Linked DNA regions of Mus musculus: all the other regions are linked to region 1. Evidence: chromatin contacts called from public Hi-C, HiChIP or PLAC-seq and promoter capture Hi-C data. All regions are on one chromosome and are shown on one strand. Each heading gives the region's core, a stretch centred on a gene start, on an enhancer-like site or on the middle of the called end of the contact. The rest is flanking DNA. Distances are from core to core; before and after follow the strand shown. Region 1 holds the start of Rcc2 (regulator of chromosome condensation 2). Region 2 holds the start of Klhdc7a (kelch domain containing 7A). Region 3 overlaps Pax7 (paired box 7). Region 4 has its middle 38 kb from the start of Gm1667. Region 5 holds the start of B330016D10Rik (RIKEN cDNA B330016D10 gene). Region 6 overlaps Gm1667 (a long non-coding RNA gene). Region 7 overlaps Pax7 (paired box 7).

The links. Promoter capture Hi-C pulls out the DNA fragments that hold promoters and counts their contacts. A called contact is a pair of places that touch in the nucleus more often than the background predicts. HiChIP or PLAC-seq counts read pairs in DNA pulled down with a chosen protein or histone mark. Capture Hi-C pulls out chosen DNA fragments and counts their contacts.
Region 2: a contact with region 1 is called in a promoter capture Hi-C map of adipose tissue. The contact joins the promoter of Klhdc7a here to the promoter of Rcc2 in region 1. A contact is called at or near these places in 2 of 39 promoter capture datasets (both in liver), 2 of 484 Hi-C or Micro-C datasets (embryonic stem cells and liver), 12 of 115 datasets of contacts at active chromatin or transcription factors (cardiomyocytes, embryonic midbrain, embryonic stem cells and 3 more) and 1 of 9 other capture datasets (adipose tissue).
Region 3: an H3K27ac HiChIP or PLAC-seq map of embryonic stem cells shows a contact between it and region 1, with 4 times the contacts expected there. The contact joins the enhancer-like site here to the promoter of Rcc2 in region 1. A contact is called at or near these places in 3 of 39 promoter capture datasets (embryonic stem cells, hippocampal neurons and liver) and 6 of 115 datasets of contacts at active chromatin or transcription factors (embryonic forebrain, embryonic hindbrain, embryonic midbrain and 2 more).
Region 4: an H3K27ac HiChIP or PLAC-seq map of large pre-B cells shows a contact between it and region 1, with 9 times the contacts expected there. The contact joins the enhancer-like site here to the promoter of Rcc2 in region 1. A contact is called at or near these places in 5 of 39 promoter capture datasets (the 3T3-L1 cell line, embryonic stem cells, frontonasal cranial neural crest and 2 more), 2 of 15 datasets of contacts at CTCF or cohesin (embryonic stem cells and large pre-B cells), 7 of 484 Hi-C or Micro-C datasets (cerebellar granule neurons, cerebellum, cortical neurons and 4 more) and 13 of 115 datasets of contacts at active chromatin or transcription factors (acute myeloid leukemia, astrocytes, craniofacial prominence and 10 more).
Region 5: a contact with region 1 is called in a Hi-C map of CD8 T cells, with 4 times the contacts expected there. The contact joins the promoter of B330016D10Rik here to the promoter of Rcc2 in region 1. A contact is called at or near these places in 2 of 39 promoter capture datasets (the C10 cell line and pre-B cells), 5 of 484 Hi-C or Micro-C datasets (CD4 T cells, CD8 T cells, the G1E-ER4 cell line and 1 more), 3 of 115 datasets of contacts at active chromatin or transcription factors (memory CD8 T cells, microglia and thymic regulatory T cells) and 1 of 9 other capture datasets (liver).
Region 6: an H3K4me3 HiChIP or PLAC-seq map of forebrain shows a contact between it and region 1, with 5 times the contacts expected there. The contact joins the enhancer-like site here to the promoter of Rcc2 in region 1. A contact is called at or near these places in 6 of 115 datasets of contacts at active chromatin or transcription factors (astrocytes, embryonic basal ganglia, embryonic forebrain and 3 more).
Region 7: a contact with region 1 is called in a promoter capture Hi-C map of pre-B cells, with 3 times the contacts expected there. The contact joins the enhancer-like site here to the promoter of Rcc2 in region 1. A contact is called at or near these places in 3 of 39 promoter capture datasets (the C10 cell line, hippocampal neurons and pre-B cells), 1 of 15 datasets of contacts at CTCF or cohesin (large pre-B cells) and 3 of 115 datasets of contacts at active chromatin or transcription factors (large pre-B cells, pancreatic cancer cells and pro-B cells).

Annotation. Positions count from the first base shown.
Region 1 is chr4:140,700,060-140,702,759 of GRCm38.p6, forward strand. It overlaps Rcc2 (regulator of chromosome condensation 2), which reads left to right and starts at 1,414. Exons shown (of 13, transcript NM_173867.5): 1 at 1,414-1,591; 2 at 2,088-2,376. The coding sequence starts at 2,098.
Region 2 is chr4:139,966,455-139,969,416 of GRCm38.p6, forward strand. Klhdc7a (kelch domain containing 7A) reads right to left here and starts at 1,572. Exons shown (of 1, transcript NM_173427.2): 1 at 1-1,572. The coding sequence starts at 1,180. It overlaps Mir2139 (microRNA 2139), which reads right to left and starts at 1,166; the gene lies at 1,072-1,166.
Region 3 is chr4:139,820,181-139,822,880 of GRCm38.p6, forward strand. All of the region lies in intron 4 of Pax7 (paired box 7), which reads right to left. Among named protein-coding and RNA genes, the nearest start is that of Pax7, 11 kb to the right of the region's middle. Within about 2 kb of position 1,436, at least 34 of the 459 cell types and tissues checked have an H3K27ac peak or open chromatin away from gene starts, as enhancers often do.
Region 4 is chr4:139,871,097-139,874,078 of GRCm38.p6, forward strand. No RefSeq gene overlaps it. Among named protein-coding and RNA genes, the nearest start is that of Gm1667, 38 kb to the right of the region's middle. Within about 2 kb of position 1,710, at least 11 of the 459 cell types and tissues checked have an H3K27ac peak or open chromatin away from gene starts, as enhancers often do.
Region 5 is chr4:141,544,688-141,547,664 of GRCm38.p6, forward strand. B330016D10Rik (RIKEN cDNA B330016D10 gene) reads left to right here and starts at 1,475. Exons shown (of 1, transcript NR_030695.1): 1 at 1,475-2,977.
Region 6 is chr4:139,924,699-139,927,534 of GRCm38.p6, forward strand. All of the region lies in intron 3 of Gm1667 (a long non-coding RNA gene), which reads left to right. 4933427I22Rik (RIKEN cDNA 4933427I22 gene) reads right to left here. Exons shown (of 3, transcript NR_045159.1): 3 at 1,413-2,522. Among named protein-coding and RNA genes, the nearest start is that of Gm1667, 16 kb to the left of the region's middle. Within about 2 kb of position 1,318, at least 58 of the 459 cell types and tissues checked have an H3K27ac peak or open chromatin away from gene starts, as enhancers often do. A contact at or near this core is called in embryonic forebrain and forebrain, where this site is marked.
Region 7 is chr4:139,742,389-139,745,147 of GRCm38.p6, forward strand. The region is part of intron 8 of Pax7 (paired box 7); the gene reads right to left. Among named protein-coding and RNA genes, the nearest start is that of Gm42334, 8.8 kb to the left of the region's middle. Within about 2 kb of position 1,428, at least 24 of the 459 cell types and tissues checked have an H3K27ac peak or open chromatin away from gene starts, as enhancers often do. A contact at or near this core is called in pre-B cells and pro-B cells, where this site is marked.

The DNA.
Region 1 (2,700 bases), core at 164-2,663:
CTATTAAGAGGCTTTCAGACGGTGCTTCTAATATCCCTGAAACGCACCAGTTGGTGCTCATTTTCTGAGTTGTTTTACATAAGTGCTTCCACCCAGGCTGGTGACTTTGATCAAATAACTTAGATTTGGTTCTCCAGGATTCTCCGCCTGCCTTCAAACGTTTGGTCCTGTGCACCCTCCCCCCGCCCCCATCCCGCTTCTTGATGTAATTAAGAACGAACTGCAAAGACCCTAGAAACTCTCTCTAGTCAACCAAGGAAGTTGCCAAAAAAGAAACTTTCAGTGTTAACTCGGGCGCTCGAGAGAGAGAGAGAGAAGTAGGAGGATCAGGTTCAATGTCAGCCTGGGCTACACGGTCAGTTTCAGGCCAGCCTGGGCTACATGAGACGGAAACAAAACCCCAAAGAAAAACATTTGTCAGAAGAGAAAGTGACACTGAGATGCAAACCTTCCCCTAGTTCCAACCAAGCCGATCGTGCACGTGGCTTGTCGGGTCCTGTGAGGGGGGCCCTGTCGACTCCTCAGCCTTGACCCCAGCACCTCTGGCCACTTCTCTTCCCGGATTCCTAGACCCTGCACTGTCCCACGGGGTAGGGGAAAGGTTTCCTCTCCCACTTCTGCCAGGTCAGATTCTTTACAATTTTAAAACTCAGCTCTCCCAGGGAACGCCTTCCTTGATCCTGGAACCCGGTAAGTACCATGCTTTCAGTAATTTCTTAATCTTTCCTCTTACTTCGCCTTCCAACTGGGCAGAGATCTTGTTCTCCAGGTCTGTATTCTAAGCTTCTAGCACCTTTGCATCTAGTCTTGCTTGTACTGAGGCGCGGTAAATACGTTTTTAAAATGAAGAAAATTCCCATCACAAGTACTTTCAAGTCCACCTATGCTAATTACTAATTTCATAGTACGTCCCCCAGCTAATTACTAATTTCATACTACACCAAACCTTTATGTAACTTGATCATTCTAACAGCACCCGGCTGCACACTCTGGACGCATCCACGACGTATCAAATCTACCCTGAGTCTGCACAGGAGAAAGTTACTCAAATTGTGTTCATTTTTCATTCCCATCACTCAATTAGGGCACGTCCCTCGCTGGCTGCTGCGTGAGCAAAGCAACTATTTTCCAGCGAGTGTCCTCAGGTGACCTGTCTAGACGCTCAGGGGGAAAAAACAAGAGAATCTGACACTCTCCCGAGCCCCGAAGACGCCTTGTGACGCGCAGGCCGCGCTGCGTGCAAGGGCGTGCGGAGCGCGCAAGCGGCGGGGCCCAGCGGGGCCTGCGGCGTGGCGCCGGGCGTCCGGGACGCAGGCTCGGGTGGGCGGCCCGGCTGGGCGGTGGGGTCCTCCGGCCGGTAGGGGGCGCGCGCACCCGGGGCCCCTCGCCGCCCGCCGCGCGCGCGCTCGCTTGCCGCCCGGCCGCACATGTGTTTCTGTTTTGTGTTGTAGCATTTGTTCTGGAAGCTCGTATTTACATTTTAAGTGTATCTGGTGAGTGGGCTGGAGCCCTCGTCCCGGCCGGGGAGAGAAGAAGCCTTCGACCCCGTCTTTCAGTCGCTTCCCTCCTCGTTTCTCATCACTCCAACCAGGTAGGGGCTGGAAACCGTCTGGGACCAGTTTGCAGGGTCTGGGAAAGTTTTTTTTTTTTCCTCTTTTTTTTTCTCCTCTCCCTCCCCCTTCCCCCCCGAGAAAGGTTAAAAAAAAAAAAAAAGACGCTGGGGAAGGGGGGGTTGGGGGACGGAATGAATAAGAAGGGGAAGGAAGGCGGATCCACGTGGTTTAATCGGAGACAGACAGAGATCCCATTGTTCAAAATCAATAAAAAAAAAAAAAAAAAAAAAAAGCAGACGGGGCGAGCGCCGGGCCGCGGGGGCCGGGCTGGGGCCCCACGAAAGTTCCTCTTTTCGCGCGTGCTCGCAGGTGCTTGGGGCCCGGCCGGGGTACAGGGGGGGGTCCCCGCGTGGCGCGCGGCGTGGGGAGGGGCGAGGGAGCAGCAGGTGGGGCGGCCCACGCCGCGCCGCGCGTCCCCTCCCCCGCCCCGCAGCCCGCCCCGTGTGCATTGTGCGCCCCGTGTGTCTCCCGCAGCCCGGCGACCATGCCCAGGAAGAAGGGGGCGGCCTGGGAGGAGCCGAGTTCGGGCAACGGCACGGCGCGCGCGGGGCCCCGGCGACGCGGCGGCCCCGCGGGCAGGAAGCGCGAGCGGCCCGAGCGCTGCAGCAGCAGCAGCGGCGGCGGCAGCAGCGGCGACGAGGACGGCCCGGAGCTGGACGGGGCCCCCGGCGGCGGCAAGCGCACAGCCAGGCCGGCGACGGCGGGCAAGGCGGCCGGCGCGGCCGCGATCATCACGGAGCCCGAGCACACGAAGGAGCGCGTCGTGAGTGGGGCGGGGGCGGTTGGCGGTTTTGGGGGGGAGGGGCGCCGTGGGGTCACGCCCCGCCCCTCCCCCACGCCGCGCGGGGGAACTCCGGGGAGCCAGTCCCGGGCCGGGGGAGGGGGGGGACCGGGTGTGCGCGGCCACGCGGGGGCTGTCAGTCCCTCCTTCCCCCCCGTGCGTCCACCCCCCTCCTCCCCCCCACCCCCGCGTCTCTTCCTCCCCCCGAGGGGGGAGGGCAGTCCGCGGGGAGCAGCCGGCTCGCGCCGGGGCTTTGAGGTTCCCGCCGCTGCGGCTCGGGCGCCCCGGGGGGGCGGGGCCTGGCGC
Region 2 (2,962 bases), core at 322-2,821, 730 kb before region 1:
AGCTGAGTTGGGCTCTCTGGTCCAGGTGGGCAGGAAGGGGCATCCTGAAGCCTTCAGGCTGCAGTTGGAGCTCTGGGTTCTCAGCGATCTGCAGGAGGCTCACCTTTCTGCTGAAGCCCGGTGCAGATGGGGATGCCACAGGCTGTGGGGATGCTGCTTCAGATGCACCACCACCGGCTGTGTTAGCGGCTTCGTCTCTGGAGGCTGCTCCAGTGACAAGGGGCTCTGGTCCAGGCCCAGGGGATGGAGCATCAGCCAGAGCTGCTGGGCAGGGGACTGGCCTGGAGTCAGCCTTCGACGTGGACTCCACGAAATAGTCATATACTCTGCCCTTCAGCCCTGGTCCCTCTGCCTTTTGTATAATATTCTCCTCCATCCGGATCCGGGCCACAGATGAGAAAGTATGGGAGGCGTTGGTGGCTCCTTCCTGCTGCTGCGTGGCCAAGCCCATGTCTGCAGCAGCCTGGAGGACCCCGGCCTCTCCCCTGCTGACCCCTGTCATGTGGGTGAAGATCCAACTCTGGTTCATGTCACCATTGACCAGTGTAAGATCAGTCCAACCGTTGGGGGCTTCCAGGTCCCCAGATCCTGTTTCCTCTGGGGGTCTGCTGTCTGGCCATGGAGAGAGCTTGTCACCCACACAGCTGCCACCCACTCCTGGGATAAGTCTGCCTGAGGAGCTCGTAGGTTCACAGCCTGAATGAGGGAGGTGGGGAGGGTTGGGCTTACCTCTAACATCTGTTCCGGCTTCCTGGCCACCACAGGGAGGAGGCACCTGCTGAGAGTCTGGACACTGCCTGCCCTGACTTTCATCAGAGCCTTTTCTTGTGGCCTCTTCAGACCTGGAAATGTCCAGGATGCAGGGGTCTTCTGGATCCACCAAGCTGTAGTCCAGTGAGGTCCCAGCCCCCTTGCTGGCCTTCCTGCGTCTTCGACCCCTTGGCAGGGTCCCCGGTGGAGCCTCCTGGAAGGCAAGTTGTCCCAAGGCCTCTGTTTCATTTTCTGCTTTGTGGTCCTTGTTGTTTCTCCCTGCCTGCCCGACTGGGGCAGGTCTGGACTTGTAGAGTTTGTAAGCCGCAGTTACCAGGAGCAGCGCAGCTGCGGACAGCACCACCTTGCTGGGCAGCTGCATGTCCAAATGCCAGTCCTGGCCCTCTGCTCCTTCTCCAGTGGGGAGCATGCTGGCCAGGGACAGAGGAATGCCAAGAATCCGATTAATGATTGCCCAATAGGGACCAGTTCCTGGATCCTGCTGTGGAGTGGGAGGGAGTCCCTAGCCGGATCTGGCCAGCGGTTGCTGGAGCAGAGGTGACTTTGAGTCCACTGAGTCGGCAATGGGGCAGGGGATGGCTAAGGTTGCAGCTGGCCTCTTTGGATCCTTGCCTGAAAGGAGGGAGGGTCCCGACTGGAGGGGCCCGAGCTTCAGATCAGTCACCTGCAGCCCCTGGTGGGAGGGAGTGTCCAACAGGGATTCAAAGAGGAAGGAATCTCTGAGCAGAACTGTCACCAGATGCCTAGAAGCCACACTGTTGGTCTGTGTGTGAGGGTGTTTATTTTCTCTTTTGCAAATCCTTAGGTTGGAAGCTTGGGGCAGCTTTTGCCTTGGTTCCCGGAGCAGGTGGAGCCACAGTTAACAGGCGTATGGGGATGGCCTTGGCCCTAACTGAGGGGTCAGCTTTTAACCAGCCAAGCAATGAAACAGTGAGGACGCTGGGCCTGGGCTGGCGGCCAAGCCACCTGACTGGGCCCTTGGCTGCCTCTGCCCTCCTCCTCTACTCAACAAGTTGAAGAGAAACTAGCTTTGCTGAAGCAGCCAGGAAATACAAGACCTTAGCACCCAGACAAAATGAGACCTTAGAGACCCTGCCTCCTCTTCATGATGAGCCAACCTCATAGGAAAAGAGGCCTGTGGAGGAGTGACTCCTCACAACCCCCAACCCACATCAGCACTGTGGACCCCAGACTCAAATCTGCCGTTCACCAGCTGTGTGACCTTGGGCAAGTAACTTTACTTCTCTGTGCCTGCCTGAAAAGTGGCGAGAGACAGAGGGTGACCGCATCATTAGCTCATCAGGTAGAGTAGTCAACATGCATGAAGCCCCATGTTGTTGCTAAAGCTCAGCAAGGCTTGGCTGTTTTTATCTCCCCCATGTGCAGGTTTTTTTACTGGTTCTCAAGGGTGGGTGCTGAGGTCACAGTTTTAAGGGAGGTAAAGTCACTGAGCAAGAGTGGGGGCCCAGGCCTGCTCTGGGTAAGCCTCCATCTGTGCCCAGGATTCAGGTCCTCAGCTGCCGAGATGCCCAACGCACACGCTCCACTTTTTAAAGGTTGTCTTCAGGTTGCAAAGTGAAAGGACGATCCAATTTGAAGGCCCAGGAACTTGGTTCTGAGGGTTCTGGCCTTGGGAAAACTCTAAACTTTTTTGTTATATTTGTGTGTGTGTGTGTGTGTGTGTGTGTGTGTGTGTGTGTGTGTGTGTGTGTGTGTGTGTGTGTGTGTGTGCAAGTGCATGTGTGGGTAATACACATAGGCACATGTGACATCAGAGGACAGCCCAAGGATTCTGTTCTCCTTCTGCCGTGCAAATCCTGAGGGTTGAACTCAGGCCACCTTGCTTGACTGGAGTGTCATCTTGCTGGCCTCCTGGGATCCCCTTAGGAGGTCCTTATGTGTGTGAGCCTCCACCCAACAGCCTCAGTTTACCCTTCTGCATGTGGCAGTCTAGTGTGCCCTACTTTGTTGACTCCTGCAGGCCAGGCCTCCTTATCTTTGCCGGTGGGGATCTTTCCAGCCGTCTAGGTCCAGTCAAACTCCAAACCTCCCTGGGCCCTGTACTGGCTAGTTTTGTGTCAACTTGACACAGGCTGGAGTTATCACAGAGAAAGGAAGGAGCTTCAGTTGAGGAAATGCCTCCATGAGATCCAGCTGTAAGGCATTTTCTCAATTAGTGATCAAGGGGGGA
Region 3 (2,700 bases), core at 186-2,685, 880 kb before region 1:
CACTCAACAGAAGTTCTAAAGAACGAATGGAGAGATTCACAAACAATTACTTCTCGGGAAGATTTTTCTCTTTCCTACCCTCTTTTTCCTTTAGTGTTGTAGGACAGAAGGGGAGGCACACGTGTACTTATCTGTGAGGGGACCTGTGAGAAGGCTCAGCCAGTAAAAATACTTCAAGCCCGATGGCCTAAGTTTGTCACAGTGGTGAAAAGTGAGAAATGACTCCCGCAAGTTGTCCTCTAATACGCATATGAGTACTCAACTCCAGACAATAAACAAGCTAATAAATAAGTGAACAAACAAATAATTTTTTTAATGTCTGGGAAAGGGCCCTTCCAATTACAAAAGTGGGAGGATGCCTCTGTTTTTAAGTAAAACTAGTTAGAAACTACTTGTTTCTCAGATCTTTTGACTGTGTGTGTGTGTGAGAGAGAGAGAGAGAGAGAGAGAGAGAGACAGAGAGAGACAGAGAGAGACAGAGACAGAGACAGAGAGACAGAGACAGACAGAGAGACAGAGACAGAGAGGAGACAGAAAAGAAGGAAAGAAGAGGAGGAGGAGGAAGAAGAAAAAAGAAGAAGAAGAAGAAGAAGAAGAAGAAGAAGAAGAAGAAGAAGAAGAAGAAGAAGAAGAAGAAGAAGAAGAGGAGTGCAGTGAGGCCAGACAGCTAGCGCTCACTTCCCACCCTCCCCCTTCATTTAAATTCCTTCATTCTGAGCTCCACTCAGGGACGCTGGGGCCCTTCTGAGAATACTGGGGTTGTCAAAAACGGAGCTGCGGGGTTCTGAGCAGGGTGTTACCTCAAGAAGCAGAGGCACCTCTTTGCACAATATTTAAAATTCTGCGCCTATGGGCTCCAGCGAAGAAGAGCTGGGCTTTGGTTTGTTAGTTTTATTTAGCTTGTACCTGACTTTCAAATGGGTCTGGACTCCCATACCAAGGATGGGAACCTTTGTGTAAATCTCTATCCGTGGGAATCGAGGCGCAGAGACATTCATCGACGCGTCCCAAGTTGCAAGCATAATGTGCTGGGGACTGGTGCGTTCTGCCCAGCCTTGGTGCTCCAGCATCGGTCACCCGGAGCTGCCGGGCCTAGGAGTACAAGCCGGCGGATGGTCGCGAACACTCAGCCGAGGAGAACCGGCGGATGGAACAAGAACGGAGGCAGCACTTTGCTTTCTCGTGCAAAGCGGTCTCGCTTTTCAATGTTCCCCGCTTCCCATACCCCTGGCTCTGAAGACAAAACCTGGAGCTGAGGACTCTCAGACCCAAGAACTTAGCCCTGGGACAGCTAAGCGGGGAAGGCGCGAACCTCGCACCCGGCTGGAGGCGGGGAGGATCGCACTCCGCTGCGCCGCTGGCCGAGGCCCAGCGCTGGGTCACAGCGCGCCGCCCGGGTCCCCGCCCCACCCGCTCGGCGCGCTCGCCTCTAATTAAGCGGCTGGATCCCGGGAAGCCGCCGGGCCGCGCGGTAATACGATGAGCCGCCTTTGTACTGGTGTCACCCAACGCCGAGCATCAAAAGCGCTGCGACCCGCCGCCCAGCCCCGCTTGCTCTGCAGCCCGCCGCGATCGCAGTCCGGGGCAGCCTCTCGGCGACTTCGTCCCTTTGTCTTTCCCGCTGCAGCCCGGCGCCCCCCTCTCCTCTTGGCGCTTCTTAGCGTCCCCACACGCCACTCCCAGTCGTCTCTCCTACGTGCTTCTCCACGATCGCTCCCTTTCTGCAGATGCTCTCCGACTTTCTCACCCCTTGTCTGAGGCTCCTGGTCCCCACCGTCCCACCCCACCGCTGCCTGACTCAAACTAGGTCTCATTCGATTCTAAGGTTTGGAAACCGAGCCGGGGAGCTGACCCTAGACCTCGTGAGCGCTAGGCCAATTCATGGTAGCCCTGGACTTTAAGAGACCTGCGGCGGCCTCCTGGTCCCTGGAAACCCACCAGAGCTCAACTCAGCTCCTGCACCAAAGGACTAAACACGCGCTCTGGGGCGCTTGGAAACTGGATTTGGGGCTCACACAATTGCCCCTCACCCCTCCCGAGGGTGCTGGGGTCTGCCGGACGTTTCTCCTCTCCTCCCTGGCTTAAGTTGTTGACCCGGCCTTCACATCTCTCTCCCCACATCCTTTCGTTTGGCCCCCACCTCCCCTTTGCCCTCGACCCCTTCTCTTCCTCCTGCTGGCCCCTCCTCTTCTCATGTTGAGTGCCCCCCTCCTCCCCTAAGCTCTTTCCCCCTTGGAATCCCGGTCTCGCCCCTCCCCGGCCCCACTTTGTTTGAAGTTATGGAGAGATCTAGCTACAAATGGCGCTGCTTCCCCCTTAGGTCGCGTTCTGCCTTGATTAGATTTGGGAAGGCGAGTTTCCTCCCTCCCGCGGCCTGACCCCAGTGGGGCCAGTCCCAACCGAGAGGGTCAGAAAGTGTTGACCCCATTTCCACCCCCTCCCCATGGTCAGCGGGAGTTAGGGGTATGGAAAAAGAGAGGGAGGGCCCAGGGTAACAGAAACTTAGGGGGCATCCCGTCTTCCAATCACCCAGGGTCCCCAACTGGGCTTCCTAATTACCCCATTAGTGGAGTGGGAGGGGATGCGGCTATTTTTCAGGAATTCCCGGAATGCACCCCCCCTCCAGTCAGGCCTTCGAAGCCCCAGAGAGAAACTTCCCTTTGGGGTTTCAAAGCTAGAGCCCTCTTCTCAAGCTGTCTC
Region 4 (2,982 bases), core at 460-2,959, 830 kb before region 1:
CTGGATTTCCATGACAAGCCATGGAAAAGAAGTGAAGAAGGCAAAGACTGCAGAGGGTCTCTCCTATCTACCGCCAAGGGGCCAACCCGCTTCAAACATACAACTTCCCCTCTACCCAGGGAGGCTCAGCCAGTTTTATGTGGGCACAAGGCACCTTGTAGATGGTAATAATGCTGGCAAGATGGTAATGGTGAAGAAGATGATGATGGAGATAGTAACAGTGTTTACGGTGAGAATAGTAACGGGAGAGGGTGTGATGAGAGCAGTGGTGGAGATGATGATGGAGATGATGGAGAAGATGATGCAGATGATGATGGAGAAGATGGAGATGGTGATGGAGATGATGGAGATGGTGATGATAATGATGGTGGTGATGGCAGAAATGACAGTGGAGATGATGATGGGGCTTGTGGTGGCAATGAGGATGATGGAGATAGTGGAGATGATCCACTATCATCTCCACTATCTGAAGAAGTGATGAAGGAGGTGATGATGGAGATGGTAATAAAGATGGCAATGATAGTGAAGATGATGAATTAGCTCTTATTGCATGCTCTCTCTATCCCAAGACTTGGATCCCAGCTCTGTTGCGACCTAATAAATCACCTGTCTTCCACCCTCTCCACATCACTGTTTCTTACACTGTGCTTTGGGAGGGTTTTTTTGTTTGTTTGTTTTGAAATTGTTACTTCACTTGTAAAACTGAGTCCTGGCAGCACATGAGACCTGCACAGGACTAAGGAAGGAAGGAGGGGCACGGTGCGGACCCGCCTCCAAGACCCGCCTCCAAGACCCGCCTCCAAGACCCGCCTCCTAGACCCGCCTCCCAGCGCTGGCCACCCGTGGTTCAGCTCACATCAGCTCCTAGCCAGTCTGAGAAGCCAGTACAACGGCACACAGCATCCATCTCCCATGCAATCTCCATGGTTCCTCTCGCTGAGTGTGCCACCTTGTACAGATTCAAACACTCAGAGAAGCTAAGTGACCGGCCCATGGTCACACAGCCGCTGACGTTGGGTTTCTCGTTTCTCCTAATTAGCTAGCCCAAATTTCGTGGTCCAGACTGATCTCTATCGCAGTGGCCTCACATGCCTGGCTGACTGGGTTCTGCCCTGCGGCCTTTCTCTGCCAGGACTGGTCACATGGCAGTGGCTGGAGCTGGTACATCCCAGAGGCCTGGCACCCTCTCAGCCCCAGCTCAGGCTGAGCTCAAAGGGTATCTGATGGAGCATCCTACCTGTGGCAACTGGAACCGGGTAACAGGGCAGCCGAGGTGCGACTGTCTGAGAAGGCCAAGGCACTGGCAGACGATCTAAGACTGGAGGATGCCCACAGCCTTGGGACCTGTGCAAAGCTGCAGCTCTGTGTTCTGTGGGTCAGGATGAGAGCAGGCAGGTAGATTTGAGGGAAGAGAAAGTGACTTGCCCCTTGAGGAGAAGCTCAGAGATTACAGGCCCTTTATAATTAGCCTCGTTGGGCCCAGCTAGAGCCCGAGTATCTAAGCTCAAGGCTCTTCCATACTTACCACTCTGCACTGCCCAGTCTCTAAGGGTTTCCCTGTGGCCTCTCTCCAGTCTGTGCTGGAGAAAGTGGCCTTTTCTACATGTTAATCCTCTTGAGCTCAGACTCACTCTCCTTCCAGGTTCTGCTAGGGACCTGCAAATGGAACCTGATGCCAGCAGCCACCAGAGGGCAGCAGAGTCAAGGCTCTGCTGTGGCTGGGCTGTGGAGCCTCTCTTCTGGGGTCTCATGATCACCATGGTGGCCCAGCAGACTGCAGTAAGGGTCTGGCTGTGACCTTGGCCAGTCCCGAGGCTCCGTGTTCCTGATTGTATCAGGGAGTTGCTTGGCATCTGAAGCGAGTGGGGAACCCACAGAGGGGAGGGAAGGCTGGCTGGCGTCTCTACACTCGCAGGCCTAGACTCTGTCTCCTTGTATATACTGATGTGGGACCCCAGGCTCTGGGCTGAAGAGGGCTCGGCATCTCTCTGGGACCTACCAGTTGGACAAGGGAGGTTTGTGCTCCTGACTGAAACCTCCATTTCCTGACATATTCTTCCCAGTGAGCCAGTGGATGAAAACTCAGAGCCTACCGGGAATGGGGAGTGCACCCAGGCCTGCATCCCTCCCTAAAATTGCAAAAGAAGTGTGTGTGTGTGTGTGTGTGTGTGTGTGCGCAAACGTGTGTATGTGTGTATATGTGTATGCTTATATGTGTACATATATGTATGTATATGCATATATATGTACGTACATATACACAAGTAATATATGTATATATGTAATAGATACATAATTTTATATATATGTATGTATGTGCATACATATGCGCACATATACTATATATATGTATATGTATATGTGTATATGTGTATGTGTGTATGTGTGTATGTGTGTAGGTGTGTATATGTGTATATGTGTATATATATATATATATGTATATATGAAACAGAAATAAGATATGTGGATGATTTGACCTGGCTGAGCAGGTATGGGGACTTTGGAGTCCAGCTGTGGTCCCAGGGCAAGTCCTTAAGCCCACTGTTCCCTGAGGCTGTCTGCTCTTCTATCTGGTGATATTTGTCCCTTGGTCCTATGGTCATTGATATGTCTGATGTACCTGAGGATCCAGCCGGGCAGCTTGTAGACATCTTGACAGAAGTGACCATCCCTTATGGCAGGTGTCAAGTGTCATGACCGGTCTGGTTGACTCCTTTTCTTCAGACCGACCCCCACAAAGGAGAGGAAACTTGTCTCTAATTACAGGTGGGCAGGCTGAGACCGCTGAGCTTTAGACGGATGGCTGACAGCCATGATGTTCTCGGTGGCAGAGGCGGGATCTGAACCCAGGTTCAGGGGACTAAATGCTTTCCTACTCTACAGTAAATAGAGGTTGAATGAATTAATGAATTAATGAATGAGTGACTAAATGACTAATGAAGGGTCCTTAACCTGGTATCTTTGTTTCGTTTTGTTTTTACC
Region 5 (2,977 bases), core at 225-2,724, 840 kb after region 1:
CTTCGTCCTAAAAACCTTGCACTGAAAGGACATTTCCCCTTAAGATCAGTTTGGTACTTGCAACACCTGGAGGAGGGACCAGCCTAGCTCAGCCAGCCAGAGCTACATTGTGAGCAGCTAACTTAAAAAACAAAACAAAACAAAAATGGTAAAGGATATTTCTAAAAATCCTAGTTATTCAACAATGTAATCCCCCCAAAATTTTTTTTAATGTTTTAGGACACTTTAAAAAAACCAACTCAGTATTTGCTTTATTTTCCTACTGGTGGAAAAATGATTTGAAAGACCCTATTAAATATAATTTCTGTTCAGAGAAACGTGCGGCAGGGATTCTCCAAATTTACAGACTGTATGACTCAGTGTTCATTTGCAACCCGTGTATTACAGCTTTGCTAGAATTCTACCTCTAGCCTGGCTTTCCACACTAATGGTTCCGGGAGGAACCGGTCACCAGCTCATGGTTCCCACCGGGAAGGCGGATCCGGCTCCGCCCAGAGCCCGGGCGGGTGACCTCACAGAGGTCAAGGGCGCTCACACACCTGCAGGCCGCTCCGCCACCCCCACGCCACCCCACGCCGGGGAGCAGCAGGGCCAAGGGCAGCCTGGGGTCTCCCCGACGTGGGGCTGTCACAACCAGCGTGCTTTCTTCACGGAGACTCCTGGCTCACACTCCGCCCCACACTAATAACCCGAGAGGCAATTTCTCTGGCTGCCCTTCAAACTCTGGGTTCACATAGGTGGGCTCCATGACAAGTGGGGTTTTGGGTTTCTTAGTTTCCCCGCCCCCCACCCCCAGGAACCCACAGCCCTGACAGTCCTTTCCACTACACTTCTTGGGAAGTGCGATCGCGGTCACTGTGGTCACCGCGGCGCAAGCCCACGGCGAAGGGAACCCGAGCGGCCCGGCGAGCTCCGTCTGCACACGCGGCCCGCCAGCAAGGGCACCTTCGCCTCCGCTTTCCAGGCGAGAACAATGCGGCAGCCCAACACCCGGGGCCTGCAGGGTCTCCAGGTCCATCGGGAAACTCTCAAACGTGGATCGGGAGAGGGTGGGCAAGACGACCCCACTGCCTCGGCTTTGTCCGGCCTGCCTCCAAGCCGGAGGGACCCGTTTTCGAGACTGGGGGGGGGGGGAGGGGGGGTTGAGAAAGGAGGACAGGACAAGAAGGTCCTCAGATCCACTTCTCATCACACAGGCAACGCGGAAAAAAAAAAAAATGCACGGCGCCGAACTGCGCACGCGCGCGGCAAGGCCACCCATTTCTCTCCCTCCTCCCAGCCCCTCCAAGGAACGCGAGGTCGCCCGAGTGCGCTTGCGCTCGCCGCGGAGGGAAACGTTGGAGGGGGAGGCAACCTTTCCATTGTGAGAGAGCACCGCCCCCGCGGACCCGCGCGCGCCCGCGCCACTCTCACAGTCTCCCGGGCGCGCGCCTGGGCCGCGGCCCGCCGCCGCCAGGCGCATGCGCGGGGTGGGATGACAGTGAAGGGTGGAGAAGGCCGCGGAGCTCGCCGCCGCTGCTGGCCGAGCTACCCTGAGAAGTTTCTGGAAAGAGGGCTACAAAGGGAACCTGAGGGGATGAATGGAAAGCGAGCCATTTTCTGAGAGAAGACAGCGAAAAGTCCCAACAAAAAGTACACGGCCTTAGCCGAGCCCACGACCGACGACACACTCCCATCCAAGGAGGAAGCGTGGGGACAAGGGAGCGGACTGGGAGACGCGGAATGGCGGGGACATTGAAAAGATGGAGGCGCAGCCGCCGGGGCTTGGGAGTGGCAGGGAGGCGCTAGGTCAGGGGTCCCCGAACCCCGTCCTCCTTAGCTCCGCTCCCGTGTGCGCTCTGACCTGCCCGTCTACACTCGGGGGGCCCCCGGGGTTCACGGGGATGTGACGCGCACACGCGCGCGAGCTCATGGACAGCGTGGGAAGGAACCCCGGCCGCGCGCGGGGACAGCGTCCCCACGCCACGGCCCGCCCGGCTGCCATTTTGTAGCGCGGCCGCCATTTTGCGCGGCCCGGGGGCGGGGGAGGGGCTCGGGGCGCGGCCCCGCGGCTCGCGATGGGCGTGGCCGGCGGCGGGCGCGGCCCCGGCCCCCTTTGTTCTCCGCCTGGGGGTCGCGAGGCCCCTCGGGCTCTGCAGCCGCCGCCGGCGCCGCAGCAGCAGCAGCGTGTGAACCGGGAGAGGCAGCCCCAGGGCGTGCGGGATCCGGGAGCCCATCGGAAGCGGGGTGTGTCCCCCCGTGCGAGGGATGACATCCTGCGTGGGGAAACTTAAATCGCCGCCGTGGGAAGCGGCTTACGGGCGAACCGGGCTCGGCATCCTCCACCTCTGCAAACAAAGTCAAGTTCGGTCCCGAAAGCAACAAAGGTGCCGAAACTCCGCGGAACCTAGCACCAGGAGGCGGGGCTCGTGCAGCCCACGAGGTGGAGGAGCGCTGAGAGCTCGGCTTCCATTGGCTGGCCCTCGGAGCACAAGGCTTTCAGGGCCCATTCTCCCTGACCCAGAAGCCTGAACAATAAATATGCTGTGATGGCTTTCTTCTGTCGATTTAACTTCCACTTATTTTCAAAAAGCTATGAGTTTATTAAAAATAAATAATAAAATACGTGCCTGACATCCATCGCCCTTTCACTTTCCGAAAAAGCAAATGTCTTCTTGAGGAATATTTAAAAATGCGAATCTTAGTTGTGTGTAATGCTGAAAATTCTGGCACTATTTCGCAAACCCAGAAAACTTGAAAAACGCTGCTAAATTTGACTTCCAGCTTTTGTGCAGTTTTCTTCCCCCTAATGGTTGACGTGGTTTTTCTTCACAAAAGCCTGGTATCATAAAGGAACCAGCCCGTCCTGACTCATCTATTTGTGTCTTGGCTACAGTAAACCTCTTTTTTTGTCTTCTCACTATGTGTAATTATGGCGACTGCTTATGTTTTCTGTAATAGTGGGGTAAAGCTTATGATGACAGACTGAAAAGGTCAA
Region 6 (2,836 bases), core at 68-2,567, 780 kb before region 1:
CTGCACACATACCAGTCTACAAACAGGAACACACAGAGACAAACAGACACACACACACAAGCACATTCAAATGCACACACTCACATGCACATACACACACACACACACACACACACGCATGCACATAAGCACGAACAAACACAGACACTTACAGAGACATACACAGACATGCACACAGTCACACTCACATATGTACACACATGAACGCACTCAGACACACATGCACACTCATGCACACGTGTGTGGGCACGCATATACACACACCATTTGTTCACTGTCCCCTTCCCCAAACAAAAGAAAGCTCCAAGTTTAGCAGCCACTGTGCTGGGGCTCTGATGAGAAAGAGGACAGACACACCTTGAATGGAGGAGGTAGAAGCGGCCAAGGAGACTCTGGACTTCCCCCAAGGCTGGGATAAAGATGCTGTTGTGCAATGCCAAACAGGGACTCAGAACTTCAAGACCTTGAGTTACCTCAGCAAGGAGGCAGACCTGTGACAGGGAAGGACAGCAATCCTGCTCTCTATGACCTGGGCCTGTCCTGGGAACGATGCAGCCCTCCTTACTTGGCAGGAGGATGTGGGCTTGGATGAGGTTCATAGCCACCCCTGTGGGCTGGGCTGTTCAGACCCGGAAACCCTGTCTTAAGCTTTGGAAGTAAACGGGAGATCTCCATAGCAGAGACTATTTCATGCCTGTGGTGTTTTGACTGGCCTGGATATCAGTGTACCGCGTGCGTGCAGTACCTCTAGAGGCCAGAGGAGGGCGTTGGATCCCCGGGAACTGGAGTTACAGATGGTTGTGAGCTGCGCTGTGGGTGCTGGAAACTGAACCGGAGTCGGGTACAAGAGCAGCCAGGGCACTTAACCACCGAGTCATCTCTCTGGCTCTAGTTTTGAGACAGGGTCTTTCCGCTCAACCTGGAACTCACTGGTTTAGTCAGGCAGGCTGCTCATTATGCCCCAAGGATTCTCCTATCTTAGTCTCCCCAGAGCTGGGATTCGGAGTTTGCGTTGTCACACCCGCCCTGCCTTTTACTTTTACAGAGCTGGGGCTCGGAACTCAACTCAGCTGGCGCCTGTAGGAAGCACTCCCTGCACGGAGCTGTCTCCCATCCTCCCACAGTACTGTCTCCTGCTGTTTTCTTTGCTTCTTTTCTATTTATTTGTGCCCCTTTGTAGCCCAGGAACTCCAGCAGGAAGCACGCCCAGCTTCCTTCATCTCAGCGGCAGCTTTAAACAGCCCCCGCCCCCACCCACCCAACAAGCGCACTCCGTAAGCCCCCGGTGGAGCTGAACAGACAAACGTCCTCTCAGTGAGCTCAAAGCCGGTTTCTGACTGAGGCTTTCAAGAAAAGAACCGCTCAGATGTGGAGAGATTAGCGGCGAGGAGGATGCGGCGCGCTCTCTTGTTCAACATTTATTCCAACCTCCTTCACGCGTGCCTTTTTATACCAAGAAGCCAGGAAAAGAAAACCAATTTCCCTATAACCCTCTTGCAAGGAAGACTTTCAGATGCGATTCAGTCTTCCCCAACCAGAGTCACACGAACAGGACTGGGCTTGGAAAGAGTTTAAATAGGAAGAGAAATGGGGTGCGCGCTTCTCTTTTTACTGGCTTGGTATGCTTAAGGAGCTTCCCAATTTGTTGGTTTCCTTGGTAACGGTGGAGGGGACCCAGAAGGATTCTGGGGACTGGAGGTTTTCCCTAAGGCTCAGCTCACAGCCTGCTTCTCCCGTCTCGAAGGTTTGAGGGCTGCTAATGCTCCTTTGCTAGGCAAAACTCCTTCTGTTTAAACTACGGAGGCGGAGGCGCCTTCCATTCTCTCCGATGCAATCTCAGAAGGTTTTTAGAGATGGGGATGCCTGTATTTGGTTATCGATCTGATTCAGAGCCAGCCATCGAGGGCAGTGTCTCGGAGTTGGAGTGCTTGCCTCTTATGCACAAGGCCCTGGAGTCCAACCGCGGGAAAACAGGGAAAATCCACGCAGTGCATTCAACGGAAGGGAGAACCCTACTGCAAAGAGACTAGGACTTAGAGTCAGGTGACCACTACCAAGGGCTTGATGACCATCAAAGCAAGGGTGAGGAGTATGGGGCTGGGGAGATGGTTCAGGAGACAAAGTGATTGACATGTAAGCCTGACAGCTGGAGTTCAGACCCCCAAAGCCCACGGTAGATGCAACCGTGCAGACATATGTAATCCCTACTGGGGAACCGGAATCAGACACAGGGCAATCCTCAGTAGCCTAGCACACACACCGGCAGAGAGACGGTCTCAAACAAGGTGAAGAGGTGAGAGTTGACACCCTGTCCTCTGACCCCAACATACATGCTGGCTTTGCTGATGACATCACACTCTGCCTGGGCACAGAAGGGGCGTGTCCTGAGCCCTTGTCTGCTAAACTCCTTTTCACCATAATGGCCTACAGAGAAGTGGAGCTCTTCACAATGACCTGGCCCGGAGCTCTGAATGGCCCAAGATGCAGAGACAGGTGACCCCTGGCCACGTCCGTCCTCACACCTATAGAAAGAAGCACACACAGATTCATAAGTTGGAGGAGGGAGGGACATGGCCCACAGTTCTTTGTGATGGATAACTCAGGCCTCATCAGAGATCCAGGGGGCATCTGAAGCTGCCTTAGACTAAGCCCTTGTCTGCTCTCCACAGGCAGCACTGAAAATCGGTTGTGCTCTTTGACCCTGAAGGCTGCCTAACCATAGTGCAGCTGGCCTCCCAGGTCCCACAGGCCTCTTTTATTTTTCATTAATTAATTAATTAATTAATTAATTAATTAATTAATTCACTTTACATCCTGATCACAGCACCCTCTTCCC
Region 7 (2,759 bases), core at 178-2,677, 960 kb before region 1:
GTGTGTATGTGTGTGTGTGTGTGTGTGTGTGTCTGTGTGTAGGGGAAAGGAGTGTCTTCACAAGGCAATGCTGAGCATAGCATGAATATTCATACATAACAATACCTACCCATGCCCATTTGAGACACACACACATACAGACACACACACCTGTGTGAGCCCCTTGCTCCTTGTAAACAGATACCTATGCACACACAGGTCCTGCAAGCATAAGAGCTCACCTGAGGAAGACACAGATGTCTGTCATGTGCAACTACAATGGCTGGCCTGCGAAGCATGTGGATCTGTCCTAATTGAAGCTCTAGCAGACATCTTTCCTGACTAAGGCACTGGACAGGCAAAGGTCCAGGGCCTCCCAGGGCCTTTAGGTCTTGTGACTATAACCAGTGTGCCCCCACAGAACCCCCATGCATAGAGAGGTGAAAGCTGGGCACGGAGAGTCACAAGGCTCCCTCTGTTACCCGCCTTTCAGGGCTCCCTGTAGACTATCTCTGTGCTTCCCCAAGCGTGGCATCTTCTGCTTAAAGCAGGGCAGGGGGAGGTAGAGCCAGGAGGCAGGGGACACAGCTTGATGGTGAGACCAGGGAGTCCAAAGGGACAATCTCAATAGTTGCCTCCCAACCTTGAGTGTGACCTGGGCCATAGCATTTCAGCCTCAGTTTCCTTGTCTATATCATGGGATGGAGCATATGAACCAAAGAACTGCAGGCAAAGAATCCACACACATAGTGTGAAGGTAGAGTGTGGTGCTTGTGAGCGCAGGCCTAGAAGAAATGTGACCTTTAGCGGTGGCATGGAGAAAAGGGTGGCCATTCCTGGGTACATTCCCAGTCATATGGTTTTGAGCAAACTGGTCTTCCTTTATGTTAGTTTATCTACTTGAAAGCTGGGGTACAGACACTGTTTTAAAACACGCTGTCATAGAAGGCTCAGGACAAGCCTCCCCACTCCTAAAGGCTATGAAAATGTCCTGGGGTGTCTTTGAATCGTGTGTGTGCCTCTCCAGCCAGGCTCATAGTGGGTGAGTGGAGGGGAAGATCTATGCTGAGTTCCTGGGCTGGTGACGTCACTCACTCAGCCTCAGGCTCCAAGGTAGCAGAGCAGAGGCAGCTATGGCCACCCTTGCCTGGCTGTGAATGGGGAGTGGGGAGTTGCCAACTCTTGCTGAAGGAAAACTTTAAAGCTCTGGTCACACTGTCATTTCTCCTTGGGTGTCAGGGTCCATGGATCAGTAAGCCACCCTCTTAGAGGGCTGAAGGGATAGAAACAGAAACCCCAGAGATTTAGCCCTGTGCTATCCTGCTCCCAATGCTGTACTCAGGGTACTTTTAGGTATTTTTCCAGTCATATAAGCCAGATAGTGGGACTGTCCCCTGTCCCTGTTTGGTGAAATGTAGAACTAAGGTCTCTAGAGACTCTGACTATAATCAGCTGGTTCCTCTTACACTTTCAGACTCAGGCAGGCTGGTGACAGCTCCATAGCCTTGGGCCTCACCAGCAGCCCCTGGGAATTATCTTGTGGTATCAGCATCTTGGCAATGGCCCCTGGTGTGCATACAGCCCTCACGACTGAGGCCCTCCGCCCACCCCACATGCCCACGGTGACCTTTTCCACTCCAGGCAAGGTTTACCAAGAGCACACATCACCTCAGGTGAACTTTCTTTAGTCTCAGGGAGCTGTGGCTTACTTTGCCTCAGCCTGTCCCATGCTGGGCCCTGACACGACCACTACAGTTATTCCGTGGATGGGGTGTCTGAGAGGTCCATCACTGAGCCATGCTAACAGCAAAGGCAGAGCCCACACTTGGTTGGCACTTACTGTATACTAGGGGAAGGTGGGTTCTGTGCCTTGGGCAGGACAGTTCCCACTTGAGAAAAATAAAACCCGAGGCACAGCACAGTTGCCAGCCCAGAGTTACCCATGGGCACCCATGGTCACGGCTCCATCGACAAAGCTGTGCAAACAGGAAAAGCGGATCCCTAGAGCCCATGCAGGAAAGCCAGACATGGTGGTGTCTGGACCCCAGCCCAGGGGAGACAGAGGCATCTGGATCCCTGGGGCTCAATAGACAACATGCCTGCTGGTCTGTTTAGTAAGTTCCAGGCCAGTGAGAGATGCTGGGGATAGTGTCTACAGGTGAGACCTGAGCCTGACCTCTGACCTCCACATGCACAACTGCACACACATTAATGCATACATACATGCATGAACACATACACACATAAATAAAGGAAAACAAAATAAAGAATCGTTTCTCTGGCACCTCTATCCACTCTGCCCCAGTACACAGTAGGAACTTTCCCTCCTTGAGGTAGGCAAGGAAGCACTCAGAAGCCAAACTTTCCTGCTGACCCCCTGCAACTTCCAGAGCACCCAACGGGCCAACTGTAGGGCGTGCTTGCCTCTTCCTAGGGTAGAGCCAAAAGGCTGGACAAGAAGACAGGAAGGTGACATTCCTCATTAGGGACTCTGTCAACAACCCTGGATGTCCTTCTGTCCCTCCGTGTCTCCCTTCTCCTGCCTCACACCCCGCCTGGGCTCTGAACGTCTCCAATTACATTAATCAAGAGTTGGCAGGAGCTGGGCCAGCAATGCCAACCAGTAAACAGATCCCAGCCATCAGGAGCTCGTCAGAGCGCAGCCCCAGAGGAGGACCCTTCCAGACACAAATTCTTATTAGAGTTGTCAGATCTATTAAAATTCTTTTCACACTCCTGCGTTCTATCAGCCCCATCATTAGTATGGCCCTGGCCTCTGG